2 separate regions of the Mus musculus genome follow, and region 1 is linked to region 2. Evidence: chromatin contacts called from public promoter capture Hi-C data. All regions are on one chromosome and are shown on one strand. Each heading gives the region's core, a stretch centred on a gene start, on an enhancer-like site or on the middle of the called end of the contact. The rest is flanking DNA. Distances are from core to core; before and after follow the strand shown. Region 1 has its middle 160 kb from the start of Tprg. Region 2 holds the start of Bcl6 (B cell leukemia/lymphoma 6).

Region 1 (7,467 bases), core at 4,484-6,983, 1.5 Mb before region 2:
TCTGGAGGGATGTGATCTGTGAAATTCAGGCTGGGAGTTTAATGAGTTTGAGGCGTGAAAAATCCAAGCTTCAGTGCTGCATTCCCTGGCAGCAGCGAGCAGGGCAGGTTTCCATGCCCTCTGTGGCCGAGATCTATTTTAGAATGTACTCTATGCCCGAGTCCAGCCACACAGCTGTGAACGTCAGTTAACTCTTAGTTACGGCACTCCATTCAAACAAAGGGAGCTTGGTCAGGCACAGGCCTGCAAAAGAGGAATGTAGCTGGGGAAAGTCAGGAACAAAGTTGATGGCTTTCTAAGGAAAGGCTGTGAAAGTGGCGAAAGTATAGCAAGCTTAGCCCAGTGGGCCAGGCAAGACGTGATGTATATAGGAAGTCTACAATAAGTAGCATTGTCCACTGAGAAATATTTTATCTAGCATTCAGGATCCCTATGACTCCTTCACTGTTAATATTTCTCCTTGGTTAGGACATGATACTTGAGACCTCAACTCACGGAAAAAAAAAAAATAAGAGTCAAGATGAGTGTTTTCATCAAGCTCCTACCCTCTCTATTCTGGAATCCCTTCCAGGACTCAAAGTGCATAGCTGTCAAGTCTCGTTCTTGAATGCTTTGGTTAAGTGGATACCCAGCCCAACATAGGAAGCTGTGTCAGGTTTGGGTGAAGCTCTCCAGCTGCTGGGCACCACAGGGTGTGATCCCCATGGAAGTTAAGTTCCTCGTCAATCATTCAGAGACACCCAAGGAGGTCATTAGGATGCCAAAGGGACAAAATGCCACAGGAAGACTATTCTAGTCTACCTTAAAATTGCTATTTGACTATACTCTTAAAGGGCTACTCCCAAAACAGAACACAAATGGCTGTGTGTCAAGCTGGTGCAAACAGGAGGCCCTGATCTGGGAGAGATTTTGTAATTGTGGCCAGTACTGTAATGGAACTCAGTGTCATACATAGAAGCCCTTTGGGGTTATCTTTTCAAAACATTTTTAAAAGTAATAACCAAAGGTCAGAAGGTAACTAACTTGCCCAAGGCTCACATAACAAGTTAGAGGGAAAGTCTAGACTAGAATTAATGTCTTCCACTCTTATTTATTACTCCTTTCTGTACTCAGTGGATTTTAGTGGAATGATAATAAAAGTTGTAAAAGATGTCCCCTCAAGGTTCCTTCTAGGACCCTCACAGAGAATGTCACAGTCTGTCCACATGAGTGTTATCCCTTTTCTTACATTTTAAACAGCAAGATACTTTAACAGCTAACAGGGTTTAAAACTGTGGTTCTTTCACAGTCGACCTTCCCTCCCTTAATCTTTCCTTCTGCTGATGATAACATGTGTGAGAATGGTTCAGGGCAATTTGGTGGGTTCACATTTGGTCGGAGTTAAGGAAAGCAAAATAACATGGCTACCAGTCACTTTGGCAAAGAGTAAACCAATTGATTCCTCCAACTTAAGACTGATAGGTTATTTCTCTACTGCAGGTGAAATGAGCCAATTTAAGCCAAATTAATATTAAAGTCAGGTTTATTGGGGAGCTGCTCTAGGATGGATGAATTTACTGGCCCCAAGAATCAACCACCACCAAGTCACCATGAGGAAAGGGGTGGTAGGGGTGGGGGGAGAGAAACAAAGAAGGGGGCATGTCACCAAGAGAGAAGAGGAAATGAGGAGAGAGAAAGAGAGACCAAAATGTCTGGATCATGTAGGGAGGAGCCTCTGGGGGAAGGGCAGTCCAGCTCCTGGGCTGGAAAGTTCAGGGTTAGGGGCAGGGTATACCAGGTAAGGACTAAGGGATGCAGGGAGAGCCTGGAGGCCAGGTCTGCTTTGGTATGTGAAATATGCATCTCAATCTTTTGTCCAGGGATCTGAAACCAAACACAAACCACCTCCAAAAATATTTCTACCATAGCACTGAATTTCAAAGACGGGGCAGGACCAAAGCTTGGACATTATAGAGAAAGAAATGTGCCCAAGGCATGTTGTACAGAGGAGGGAGTGGGAGAAACACAAGACTGAAAATACATAATATCAGGCAGTATCCTGTGAACATTCTTTCAAAATGCAAATAGTGTGTGTCAGGGAAATTTTATGCTTTCTTGAATTCAAAAGGAATTTTGTAAATGAACAGAAAATATTGCCATTATACATTATAAAATGAGTAAAATATACCTGAGCTATAAATAAAAATTCTACAAAAATGCATTTCAGTCAACTAAGAAAACATTATATTAACTTCATAGAAAATGGTTTTGTATGGCAAGAGAGATGGTTCCATGAATAAAAGTTCTGACCTCAAAGCTAAAGACCTGCGCTCAATCCCAGATTACACATTAAGGTAGAAGGAAAGAACCAACTCATGAAATTGTTCTCTGACTTCCACATGTGCACCATGGTGTGTGTGCTTCCTCCACATGATAAAAATAAACTTACTTGAGAAGTATTCTGGTGTTCATCTATTGTCTCTCTATAGCCATTTGAGGTTAGAAGGAAGAACACTCCACCCCAGTCTAATAGGACTGTTGCAGCAAACATTTTATAGTATTTCTAGAGTATCTGTTGACCAGATTCCTGGAAGAACCTACCCGGGCCAAAAGTCACATTGAAATTGTATTGAGCCAAGATTGTCCCCAAGAGCCTGTCAGTCACCATGATGCTGAGAACAGAGGGCAGGGAGGGATTTGTGGTTAAGAACATGGGCCTACACTGGTCCAGCTCAGCCAAGGAAGTGATGTGCTTCTCCTCTGATTGCAAATTCCAAAATGGCATATCAGGTGTTTGTTTCATCTACACCAGAAAAGGCAGAACCAGGAGTGAAGCATTTGTCCAACTTGAATGAGAAGATGAAGTATAGCTGGCTTTAAGGAAAGACAAAGAAACCAAGGGACACAGATATGCTGAACTATTCAAATGCAACAGTGTTGAAATGATTTAAAGCATGCAGGTCCAGATAGTCCTGATACTGCCAATAATGGAATTGTATGGCCCAGAGGAATCCCATTTGGCTGTAATAAGGAAGAACTTGTTTAGTTCTTTTCAGGGCTGGAAATTGTGCCAAATGAGATGACACTGCCAGTGGATTTTTAGAGATGGACTATAGGAGAGGCTTTTGTGTAGTTTGCTTCACAGGAGATAGCCAAAAAGGCCATAAAGAAACACAAGGGAAGAAGAAGGCATAGGTACATTGAAATATTCAAGAGTAGCAGAGCTGAAGTCCTAACCCACTATGATCCTCCTTGAAAACTCATGACGATGCAGTGCTCAGGTCCTTATGATAGGCTCCGGGGCTCTTCCTTGTTACAGTCAAATGGGATTCCTCTGGGCCATACAATCCCATTATCAGAACTATCAGAACTATCTGAAGTCTGAACCCACTATGATCCTTCTCAAAAACTCACGACGATATAGTGCCCAGGTCCCTATGATCGGCCCTGGGGTTGGAAGAGGGTATAATAGCATCAGCAGAAGACCTGGGTTTGAAAGAATGAGGTAGGTACCTATGGTGGATGTGGTAACTATGGAGGTTATAATGACAGGTGTGGTTTTGAGTCTGATATACTTGGAAGAGACTTGAGCCACTCTTTCTGAGGAATATGTGATCATAGATGTGGAGATGGTGAGTCCAGTTTCCAGAGCACCACAGATCACTGTGTACACACGACAAGTTGCCATACAGAGCTACTGAGAGTGATATTTACTATTTTTTTCTCACCTCTTAATTCCATGAGAGTACACATTGAAATAGGACCTGATGGCAGAGTTGCGGGTGAGGCAGACGTTGAGTTTGCTACTCATGAAGATGCTGTGGCAGCTCTTGCAAAAAGATAAAGCAAATCTTCAGCACAGATATGTGGGGCTCTTCTTGAATTCTACTGCAGGGACAGGTGGAGGTAGAGCTCTTTTTGAATTTTACAGAAGGGGCAAGTGGTAGTGATTATGATAGCCAGGTGATGGGGGGTTGGGGGGTAATGGGTTTATCCAACCAGTCTAGTTACAGAGGTCCTGCCAGCCAGCAGCTTAGTGGCGACTATGGAAGTGGTTATGGTAGTCAGAGCAGTATGAGGAGATATGATCAAGTTCTTCAGGAAAATGCAATGACTATCAGTCAAACCTTACTTAGGAAGAGAGGAAACATCAAATAGCATCTACGGGAATAAAAGGCTGCATGTACTGGAACTAGATGGAGTAGGAAGGCTATCCAGCATACCCAGTATAATGATAATTGACAAATTCAATTGCTTCCGATCACTACAGCTCAGCTTCATTCTTTCTTCTTTCTCCTTTTTTTTTTTAAGACAACAAAATTTAACAGTTTTGCATTACAAGCTTGAGATTCGTGCTTACTATAAACTGAAAGTTATAATTGTTTTCAAACTTTAAGCTCAGTAATTTCGATCTCTGAAAATATTCCTCTAGGATATGCTAACAAGTTCAGTGTTGTCATCTCCACTTTCAACTTTCCTCAAGTTACTTCTGTTGGAGGAGTATACTCAAGCTGTAAGCATGCTTCAGTTTAAAGCAGTTTCACTTACACTGGATGTTGTTGCTCTTACACCACAATACACTGAAAACTTGGGGTACATGTTAAAAAAACATGCTTTTCTGTAAAAATCAAATACAGGAGCTGTGTCTTTGATTCAAAGTGACAACATCTGGCTTGTTTGTTAATTCTAGATTTTTGGTTTCATATTCTGTACAGTATGTGAGTGTATACTTTTCAGTTTTGTTTTTGTTTTTGTTTTTTAAATCCAGGACAATTTTGAGTCATGACACCAATACTTTAGGAGTTTGGTCATGCTGTTTGTATGGAATTCTGAGGCTTTGATTTAAACCTTACCTTGTATTGTGAATTTCATTTAGATGTATTCTACTAAGTGAAACTTGACAAATAAATCTTCCTTTTAAAAACTGGAAATGCTTATTTTTGAAAGATAATTCTATTCTTAAAAATATCATGTGAATACATGATCGCCCATTCCATAGTCAAAAGTGAGCGTGTTTGAACCATTGGGAGCTTGACCACAGACATTAATGTCTAGGAATGGCAGGAAGCTTCCATGTGAGCTGTAAGTATTTGCAGCCCATACTCAGGTGCTCTAACACTGTCTTCCTTGGAGCTTGGTGATTTTAGAAAGCACTGGGAATCTTTTCATATTTATACAGGAGCAACATTCCCTAACACCAGTCCACCTGGTTGAATTTAACTGCTGGTTTCAGGAGCACAGCCTAAACACATTGCTCACCAAGCTATGTTTCTATACTGCCTATACCCACAAAACCCAAACTACCTACATAATCTCATTTTACTTTTGCCAAATTCATTTTATCTTTGGGTGTGTTTGATGTTCAAATTATTCTCTCTCATTTTAAAGAAAGACATAGCCCAATCACAGTGGTGAATTATTGAAACTTGAGCTATTTAATTCTATTTAGAGAGTTGTTGGGAGAATAAAAACAAGATAATGCATAGGAAATATTCTAGCTCAGATGCCAGCACATAAGTGCTTGGTAAATGTTAGCTTAATGTCAGATAGTTCCTTACCCGTAGCAAAGCATTTGTCAGCTTTGGTTCATGAAGCACCCTAATGCCTTGGAGGCATTTTTAGAGTTCCTTGAAAGAAACTGTGGTCACAGCACACAAGCTTCAAATTTCTCTGCTGCAACACACAGTGTGGATTGTAAATATGAAATAAGAAACCTAACCCATAGCATTTTTGCAAAGTTGAATGGTTAAGAAAATCGTACTGAAACCATATCTGTGGAATTTGTCATCATAACATAGAAGTGACTCAGCTTTATAGCACCTCCTTTATATGACCTTGGTCAGTTTATCCTGTTCCTCAGCATCCTGCTTCCTTCAACTGAAAAAAGAAAGACATGTTGGTAACATGAATCTTTGGGAGACTGACAGTAAAACGAAATGTGTTCTAAATCTTAGAAACACAGCAAATTTTACACAGGCAAGAAGATGAGAACCACCTTATACCACCACCACCACCACCACCACCACCACCAATAATAATAATAATAATAATAATAGAAAATAAGAAAAAACTAAAGAAAATGAGCAGATGATTCCATGCTCACCTGCCTCCTTCCACAGGCAGGTTTAAACTTAGAGACTCTAAAAGAATCTGGAAACACCATAACTTCAGAACACAAGGGAGCACTTTATGGTCTGGGTAACATAAGAGTGAATACATGTCTAACCAAAAGGCAAAAAGTAAACAGGACAGGATAAACTCTAATTTAATGTCCCTGGGATGGATCTCTATAGCGAGGGAAATGATAGCAAATAAAGTTGATAAAAACAGAAATAAAAGCATATTATATCATTATAATGAATATAAACACACCTAAAAATAAAAAGAGAAAGGGGTGGATGTAGTTAAGATGTAGACAAACTAAGGCATTCTCCCAGAGAGTAAATCAACAAATGACATCTGATATGAATGAATGCATGCATAGAAATCGTATTGTACTTCTGCTTCAGCTATTAATGTAAACAAAAGAACAAGAAAAATAACTTTTCTAATGACATACTGACTTGAAAGCAGATTTGGGTGGAAAAGTTGGGGGTTTTGAACTCAAATTCTTCTTAGCATTTGTTTTTCTTAAATATGGAATGAAATATGGCAAAAACATGCAATTCAAAAATGCTTGTATCTTCTTAAACATTCCCAGAAATGATCAGAGATGCTGCAATCCCTCTTCATTGATAGCATTCAGGGTCTCATTACCCTTCCTTTCTTCACACCTATCCTGCTCACTCTGATGACCTCTAGACATAAGCAGTTTTGTCTATTTAAATTAATTACAACATAATAATTTTAATTTCTAAATCTAAACCTGCCATATTTCATGATTACTAGTCCCTGTATCGGGCAACACAGAATGAAGAACTTTGGATCCTTCTAGTATCCCAAAATGTTCTATTACAATTTATTCTCATATATCTAAATATTTGAAGCGATCATACACATATGAAAAGGAGCATGCTATGTTTGTCTTTCTGGGTCTGGTTTGCCCCCTTCAGATTTATCATTTCAAGGTCTATCCACTTAGGTGCAAACATCGTCACCATTTCCCTTTTTACACCTGAATAATGTCATGTTGTGTAAACACAGCACACTTTCCTTACCCATCCATTCATTGATGAGCATCTAGTTTGTTTCCATTCCCTGCCTATTAGGAATAGAGCAACAATGATCAAGGATCTCTGTACAAGGAGAGAGTCCCTTGGGTATATGCCCAAGAATGCCACTGCTGTATCATATTGTATATCTACTTCTAGCTTTTCCAGAAAATTATCTTCCTAGAGGTAGCACCAGTTTTCAGTTCCTCCAAGGTGAACAAGTGTTCCTTTTTCACTACATCCACGCCATGTTACTTGTTTTATGTTAGTCTGTCTCACTGGTTTAACATAAAATCTCAAGGTAGTTTTAATTCACATTTACCTGATGTGTTTATAA
Region 2 (7,835 bases), core at 3,331-5,830:
ATTTACATAACACCACAAACTTGCAAAAGGCAAAAATCAGAAGCGGAAAAAAAACCCCACCTAAATCATTAAAATACAACAGGAGCATCCCAAGCCACCATCCCCAAAGGACCCCCCCCCCGCCCCAACATAATTGTCCCAAATAAAAAGAAAACAAATGAACCCACCGAAAACTGCTTGGCAAATATTTTTCTCGTGGTGCCTAATACTCTAGCTGGAAGGAGCTGTGGTATTTATTGTTTTCTCCCTCCCTCGTCTCTCTAAACCTGCCTCTAACACACTTGTTCTAACGGCTCAACTCTCTCGCTCCCTTTTGTGTATTTAGCTCGAGGAGCCGAGTTTATGGGTAGGAGAGGAAGAATTAGCCCCAGACCCCGGGAAAGCAAAGCGCACTCTCCCTCTTATGTCACCGAATAGCAAATTAGTTCTCAGAATTCCAGAGGCCGAGCTTTGCTACAGCGAAGACGCCGACGTCACGGAGCCCACGTGACGGCGGCGGAGCGGGCGGTTCCATCGGTGGCCCGGGGCAGGGAGGGTCGCCTTGTAGCCGCGCGCGCCCGCCTCGGGACCCCCGGTGTTCCGGGCGGCGGTGCTGCGGGAACCACGATCCGCACTATAGGGCGGCGAGCGGCGCGGCCCCGAGGCATTCTGCCGGCCGGGAGGGCGCTGCGGAGCGCGCCGCTGCCACCGAGTCCTCCCCTGCTGCGGAGCAATGGTAAAGCCCGCAGCTCAAATTCCGAGAATTGAGCTCTGTTGATTCTTAGAACTGGGGTTCTTAGAAGTGGTGATGCAAGAAGTTTCTAGGAAAGGCCGGACACCAGGTGATTATTGCTGTTGCTGCCGCCGCCGCTGCCGCTGCCGCCGCCGCCGCTGTTGCCGCTGGTGCCGCTGCCGCCGCCGCTGCTCATGATCATTATTTTACCTTTTAATTCTTTTTTTTTCCGCTTTTGCCAAATGCTTTGGCTCCAAGTTTCCTATGTGTATCTATTGATATAAATGTATCTATTTATTGATTCTAGCTGTCAGGTGTTAAAATAAATGCCGAAGATCAGCCCCACGTCTCTCCCACTGTAGGATCTAGCTTTTCGCATACGTATTCTTCTTCTTCTTCTTCTTCTTCTTCTTCTTCTTCTTTTTTTTTTTTTTTTTTTTTTTTTTTTGCTGTCTTGGAGCGCCTCGGCCGCCTCGGGGAGGCTGTGCCGCCCTGCCCGGTGTTGTTTCGGTGTTTGGAGACGCAGGGGCGCGGGGCGGCGGGCGCTGGGTTGCGCGGCCTGGGAGGGCGGACCGCGGCGGCCCCGCCGGCTTCGCGCGGCTTGGCTTGCTTTCTCTGCTCGCTTGCAAACTGCCTTCCCCGCCGCTGCCTCCCTCCCCGCTCAGTTCTCCCGGTGCCCGCGTTGGCGGCCGTCCACCGGCCCCGGCCCCGGCCCCGGCCCCGCACAGTCCCTGCCTTGCACCCGAGCCGGGAGTCAGCGGGGGGAATGCAAGCCAACTCCTCGGCTGGTTGTTTTATTTTCCCTTTTCTTTTTGGTCATAAAGCCAGATGAAGTATCGTGTCTGCAGTTTCCTTTGAGAGCCGTGATCTTCCCAAGGAGAGACAGTGTTTTGGGAAGGCTTCGCTTGCACGGGGGGCGGGGACGTTGAATACTTTGAAAATTACTCTTTCTTGGTTGGAGTCGAGGCAGTCGGGAACCCGGGTGCGCTCGGTCTGCCCAGCCCGAGGAAGGAGGCTTGAAGGCGGGACAGGGATTTTGGGGGAGGGTGGGAGAGGGGTGCGCGGTTTTTTTGTTTTTTGTTTTTTGTTTTTTTTGCACCTGCGGCGCTTTCAGCGTGCGGGACCCGGGGGGGTCTTGGCCAGCCAGCCCGGAGCTCCGGAGAGGTGGCGGGATTTCTGGCGGCCGCGGTGTTTGTATTTTGGGTGCTGCGTGACTGCGTTGGCTCTCAGCGGTAGTTCCCTCCCTTTCCTAAATTTAATTTCATTTTTCCCCCTTGGTGCAAGCTGTGTTTAAAAAAAAAAAAAAAAAAAAAAGTGGCCCTGGGTATAGCGATAGCCACTCTTCAGATTCCCAAGGTCCTTATTTTGGGAGAAGGAAGAAAAACAGAGCCCCAGCCTGCGTTCCTGATTTGCAAGATCAGGGAGGGAAGAAGGGGTACTTTGTGATTCCTGCTGGGGGACCCCGGACGGGAGGAGCGGGTGCGATAGGGAGATCTTTGTGAGTGATTTTGCAAAAACAGATTGCGAGGTTGGTTGGATTTGCAACCTGTGGCTCTCCTCAAGGGAGGGAGTAGGAATGGGGAAAAGCGGCGGCGGCGGCCCGGGGAGGGAGTGGGTTGAGAGTTGGAACCTAGGAAATGGGCTGCCTGGGGGGCAGTGGGAGCTGGAGGCCACCCCTGCCGGAAACAGTGAACGTTAAATGTCTTGAGAACTGCGGGTTGCGTTGCCTGTATAATACCGCGTTATTGGAACCCTGGCGAGAGATGGAGCTAGTGTTGCAAAAATGAGTTTTAAAGGTCCCCTATGAAAAACAACAGCACCAAACAATATTATTTTAACAGTAAAATAAATAATCTCTGTGTTGCGCTCCCTCCCATAGAAATTTAGTTTTTGTGCTAGGGGTAGTGAGAAATGACCTCAAGCCCGGCGCTGGAACTCAGAAGCAGTTACAGGGTCCTTGACAAGCATCGCACCCCACTCCCTAAGAAGTAATTTTATCTCTTTTTCCCCTTCAAACATTGTATAGTTCTCATAGGAAAATATTGCAATGCCAGTGTATATTACTATCCACAAAAAAAAGAAAAGAGCAAGGAATGGAAGGGGGGAGAGAGAGAGAAGGAGAGAGAGAGGAGAGAGAGAGAAGGAGAGAGAGAGAGAGAGGAGACTGTTTAGAAATACAGTTTGTGGCTCTGAGCTATGCCTCTGGCTTCCTCTGCAGTTCGCTGGTTTCCCTTTTTCTTTGCGAGGTGTGTGGTGTGAGTATGTGTGTGTGTGAGTGTGTGTGTGTGTGTGTGTGTGTAATAAACAACTTTAAAATAGGGGAGGGGGCAGCGTGATCCATCCAGAGACAGGTATCTATTTTGCTCACAATTTACTACCAAGTGCCTTTGGCAGGCACTTGAGCAGGACCTCATAAGCCTGCAGACCAAGTTGAAGTTCATCTGGCCCTAGTCCACATGCTATTCCTGGAGGTAGCAAACTTGAGCTCAAAGGAGTTAGGTGAAATTGTATTCTTCTTTATATACCGATTTTAATAAAAGAAGGAAAGATATTTGTCCCGGGGGGGTGGGGGGAGAGGAAATGGAGAGAAAACACCAGGAGATGGACATTTCTCTTGCTAAAATGACTGCAGTTGAGTCCTGAAGCCAAAATAGAAAGCTGTAGATGGACACCTCCCCACCCCACCCCCACTCCCCCACCCCCTAGTTTATAAATAGAAGTTTCCAGCATCCTATTTGGAAGATTTTCTTTTCTAATACTTCCAGGCATTGGATGATTTTAAAGATCTGTTGGTAGTGACAGTAAGGTTAGATGCTGTTCAAGACAACCAAGTGACTTGAGCAGAGACAACCAGGAAACGGGTATTCACTAAATACTCTCTTCCTCACCTCAGGTTTGAAGGGTTTACCAGAGTGTTTTCTTGAAAAGACTAATTTATTCTGGCCTTGGTGGTCAGGAATGGCATCCTAAATTTCTAAGTTGTCGTTTGCTGAGCCCCGAGGAGTTCCAGTTATGGGTTGAGCCATGACTAGATGTCAAAATCTTTCCTTCCCTCTGTCCCCTGCTGGGGATATCCCCCTCGGTTGTGAAAAAAAAAAAAAAAACAACCAAAAACCAAAAAACAAAAACCCAAAAACTTAAGTTTCAGGGGAGGTAGTGCGGCAGCGCCACCCCTTGGTGAGTAAAACTATTGGTAAAAGTCAAATATTTGAAAAATAATTGTGAAATAAGCCTAATGTGCTTACCCCTAACCCTGAGAGAGAGAGAGAGAGAGAGAGAGAGAGAGAGAGAGAGAGAGAGGAAACTTTTAAAATCAATACTTTGCAGTTAATCTTTCAAATAAGATAGAGACACGTTGTTTTCCAAACTAGAATGGTGTCCTACCAGGCGATGTCCTTCCCATAATTCAAGGGACACCCTTTCAGGAGTGGAGATGAGGTGGGATAGAGGTGGGGCTTATCTGCGACTTCTCTGGATTGATGTAGCTATTTTCCTCTCAGACTTGACTTCAGGTACCGCAGTAGATTGACGGTCTGACTCTGAGCTAAAGAGGAGTGTGTGTGTGTGTGTGTGTGTGTGTAAAACCGTAGAACTGAAAGTGTTGTAGTTTCCCCGGGGGCCGTGGTGGCTTGTGTCGAAGTGATGGGGGAGAGGTTTGTGGACCGCAGGGAACAGCATAGGCTGGGTTGTGAGAGACAAAGTAGCGAGGCGCGTGCCGGTTTCCTACACTGCGCAACAAGTGGGACCGCAGCAGCGACAGGCGACTCTGCATACTAGCTCTGCTGGTTAGCTTCTTTTTGCTCCTCCCAACCCTTCCTGCTTCCCGATACGGACCAGTAGCACCTCCAAAGGCCATATTCTGTTCTGTTCCGCACCCGCTTTGCTCAGTGAGTGAAAGGGCTGACCTCTGGTCCCCACTTCCTCTGTGGGTATGAACCATGGGGTTATTCCCGATTTTTGCTCCCCTCCTTCTCTCTCCCGCCCTCCCCCTCTCACTGTCTCTCTCTTTGGCACGAGTCTCTCTTAATACTTTCAGGTGTGGTTCTTTTTGAAAGAATGTGTAGCCAGCTTTGAGGAGAGGAAGAAAGGAACAAATAACCAAATAATATACGGCTCCTGACGCCGTACGGTGTTAGCTAGAGTCATGAGCATCGGAAGAACGGAATTACATCTACTCAACTAAATGTGTTCCGACTTCAGTTTTGGAAGCAACTTCCCCCCACCCCCAAGAGAGACAAAACCACGGTGGTCAGGGGTGCCGAGTGTAGAAGGCGATGCTAACAGGGTGATTCTTGAATGGACTGAGTCCGCCACCTAGTGGTAGGTCACGCTCAAGGTTTGCGCCCGAAGCGGTGTTGTCTGGATCCTGGTCAGACGCTAGGACTGAGGAGGAGAAGGGCATTGTCCAATGAAGACAGCATCCGACTTCCAATGTTTTGACGAGACAGATGAAAATCATATTCCCACGACGTCGACATACACCGTGGCTCAGCCATCAGTATCTATGTCAACTGAGAAACAGTACTTTCTTTAAGGATATTTGTGGCCTCTCCACAGAGAACTTTAGTAGCGGAAAGATTGCACCCAAACTCTCAGGAGCTTTAAGATTTAAACTTCATTGCAATTGTGGCATAGGGCCTGACAGTAAGTTTCTGAACTCCAAAGAATTCACCAAGGGAGTTCATTCCAGTCTATCTAAGAGAAGGGGAGAGCAGTTTAATCTTGGGTCACTGGAGTATCCAGTGCACATTGGAAACTGCCCCCTCCCAGTCTTAGCTTAAAGGTTTTGACAATGGACATGGAAAGGTGACAGAGGTGTGAGCAGGTGGGGCATCTCTAAGCTGTGGTGCTTGTTCTGGGAGTTGAGTGGCCAGAAACTACTTGGTCTCCTTGGGGTTGTGCACTGGCTTTCTGTAAGTTTGAACTCCGGACTCACTCTCTTTTCACCCAGTTTATTCTTTACTTAGTGGCCTGGGGAGAAATTAGCTGTGTGTGTGTGTGTGTGCGCGCGCGCGCGCGTGTCTGTAGGGGTTGTGAATAAGCAGAGCTTTATTCTTTGAGAATTTGTAGCCCATCTCCTCCGTAGGTTTTGGGGTTTTTTTTGTTTGTTTGTTTGTTTGTTTTTGTTTTTTGTTTTTCCCCTCAAAGCTCTTAACCGAGATGGCCCGGTTGCACCGACGCACTGGCGGCCTCTAGTGGCGTCCTCATCGCAGAGACACAGCTGTCTCCCCCGCCCCCTCCCCCCAACCCCCCGCCGGGGCCGGGAGGAATCCAGTTCATCTTCTATCACTGCGGGAGTTGTCCCAGGCCGCCGCGGAGAAATGCGCCTCTGTTCGGGTTGGAAACGAATCTGGGGACGTGTCTGAAGCGCGGTCAAGTTTGACTCATCGCTTTCCAAGGACAGTTAGTGCCTTCCATCTTCATTAACGTGAATAAAGACCTTAGCTGACTTCTGTCTAGATCGAATTTAAAAAAGCATTGTTTGCTTGGGGAGATGATGCCTCTCTTTCCTGCCCCACAGTACCCCGCCCACCCCAACGCCGATCTCAGTCCGGTCAGGATGAGGGAAGAGATCTCTTCTGAAGGACATGGTTTGCTGGCATTGTCAGCAGACCTTCTGGAGGCTGTCTCGACCAGGCTCGTGGGGAGCGTCCCTTCAGCTCTTCAGCTCTTGATGATAAAACACATCCCTTTATTTTATTGCATTTCCTCGAAGCTTGTAGGCTAGCAAGAGCTCTGAGGCAGGACACGTAACAGAAATGAAAGTCAGGACACAAAGTCCTCTGGTTAGCTCACGCAGCTGCGGATCCATCGCACTATCAACTTCTCTTTTTATCTCTGTGTCATTCCCGCCCAGAGGCAAGAGCAACAATATTGTCCTTCCCTACCTCCAGAACAGAAGCAACACTTTGACTCTACCCATTTTCGCCAGAAGAGGCTGGCTAGACCTGAGCACCCTGTTGGGAAAGAGCGCTCCTGCTGGAGCTCAGGGGCATGTTTCAACGCGTCATCCCTACCCTCCTCCCGCCTTCAAACTCCTTGGACAGTGATTTACATTTTATGAACCCTCTTTAGATTTTTCGGAGAGCTATTGAAGTTATTAGACTACCAATAACCCAACAACCATCCTGGGTAGAGAGAAGTGGAAAAGCGTTCTCCAAATCCAGACCCTGGCCAAACTAGGTCAATGGGAAGGAGGGGCGGGGCGAGCAGCCGGCTATGGTTTCAAGCCTTGATGGAGAGCTCCCTCTAGCGTTAGACAGAAGTCCAGTAAGTGAGAATGGTAACTCCTAGGATATTCATTCCTGTCCCATATAAAATTACCTTTGTCACCGTTAATTCATACCGAAGGAAAAGGAAACCACAAAACAGGGAACCAGACAGACCCCGTCTCTGGGTTGCGAATCTGATCCCGCCTCCATCACTGAAGGGATGTGCAGTGTAACGATGCTACCCGTTACTTTTAGGACTGGATGGAGGTTGTGCAGACCTCCCCAAAGGCACAAGGCTACCGAGAGCACTTAGGGGGTGGCCACACGGAGTTCATTTCTGGGAAGGCGAGGCAACCCTGCTGTGTGTCAGAGGTTTCTCTGGGGTGGGCCCTGTTACCCAGTCTCCACGGTTTCAGGAAAATAAGACACTGAATTCCGGAGCACGTCTGGCTTCAGTCTGGTAGCTCCAACTCTAAAGAAGGTTGGGCGGAAATCTCCCCTTTCTTGCCGACGTAGACTGAAGGGGTTTTCAGTTTACTTTTTTTTCCAGGTTTAGTCCTCCCCCACTCCCCACCCCTCGCGCCCCAATTCGGCCAGGTTTCTCCAAGGATGGAGACTCTTAGTCCCAGGACACAATCTTTTTGGCCTTAATTTCTTATCTACCCATTCCCTTCTAAAGCAGGGAAGGAGGTAGCAAGCGGGAAGACAGAAAGAAAACCCAAGAAATAACATCAAGACCCTAAGACAAACAATAACAAAACAAAAGCAAACGAACCCTAGCACACTCAGTTGCCAGAATAGGGCAAAATAGAAATCCTGAAGCGAGCCTCTGACTGTCTCCAGACTCTTGGACTCTGCTCTCTGCGGCTTTTAGCTTGCTGGGGGCAGGGATAGGGACAGAGTAGACTCAG

Evidence for each region. Promoter capture Hi-C pulls out the DNA fragments that hold promoters and counts their contacts.
Region 1: a contact with region 2 is called in a promoter capture Hi-C map of the 3T3-L1 cell line, with 14 times the contacts expected there. The contact joins two enhancer-like sites. A contact is called at or near these places in 6 of 39 promoter capture datasets (the 3T3-L1 cell line, embryonic stem cells, hippocampal neurons and 1 more), 2 of 115 datasets of contacts at active chromatin or transcription factors (astrocytes and stem cell-derived neural progenitor cells) and 1 of 9 other capture datasets (embryonic stem cells).

Annotation. Positions count from the first base shown.
Region 1 is chr16:25,438,452-25,445,918 of GRCm38.p6, reverse strand. It overlaps the pseudogene Gm18896. Among named protein-coding and RNA genes, the nearest start is that of Tprg, 160 kb to the right of the region's middle. Within about 2 kb of position 5,733, at least 27 of the 459 cell types and tissues checked have an H3K27ac peak or open chromatin away from gene starts, as enhancers often do.
Region 2 is chr16:23,981,561-23,989,395 of GRCm38.p6, reverse strand. It overlaps Bcl6 (B cell leukemia/lymphoma 6), which reads left to right and starts at 544. Exons shown (of 10, transcript NM_009744.4): 1 at 544-821. It overlaps Gm31527 (a long non-coding RNA gene), which reads right to left and starts at 1,129. Exons shown (of 2, transcript XR_384770.3): 1 at 168-1,129. Within about 2 kb of position 4,580, at least 179 of the 459 cell types and tissues checked have an H3K27ac peak or open chromatin away from gene starts, as enhancers often do.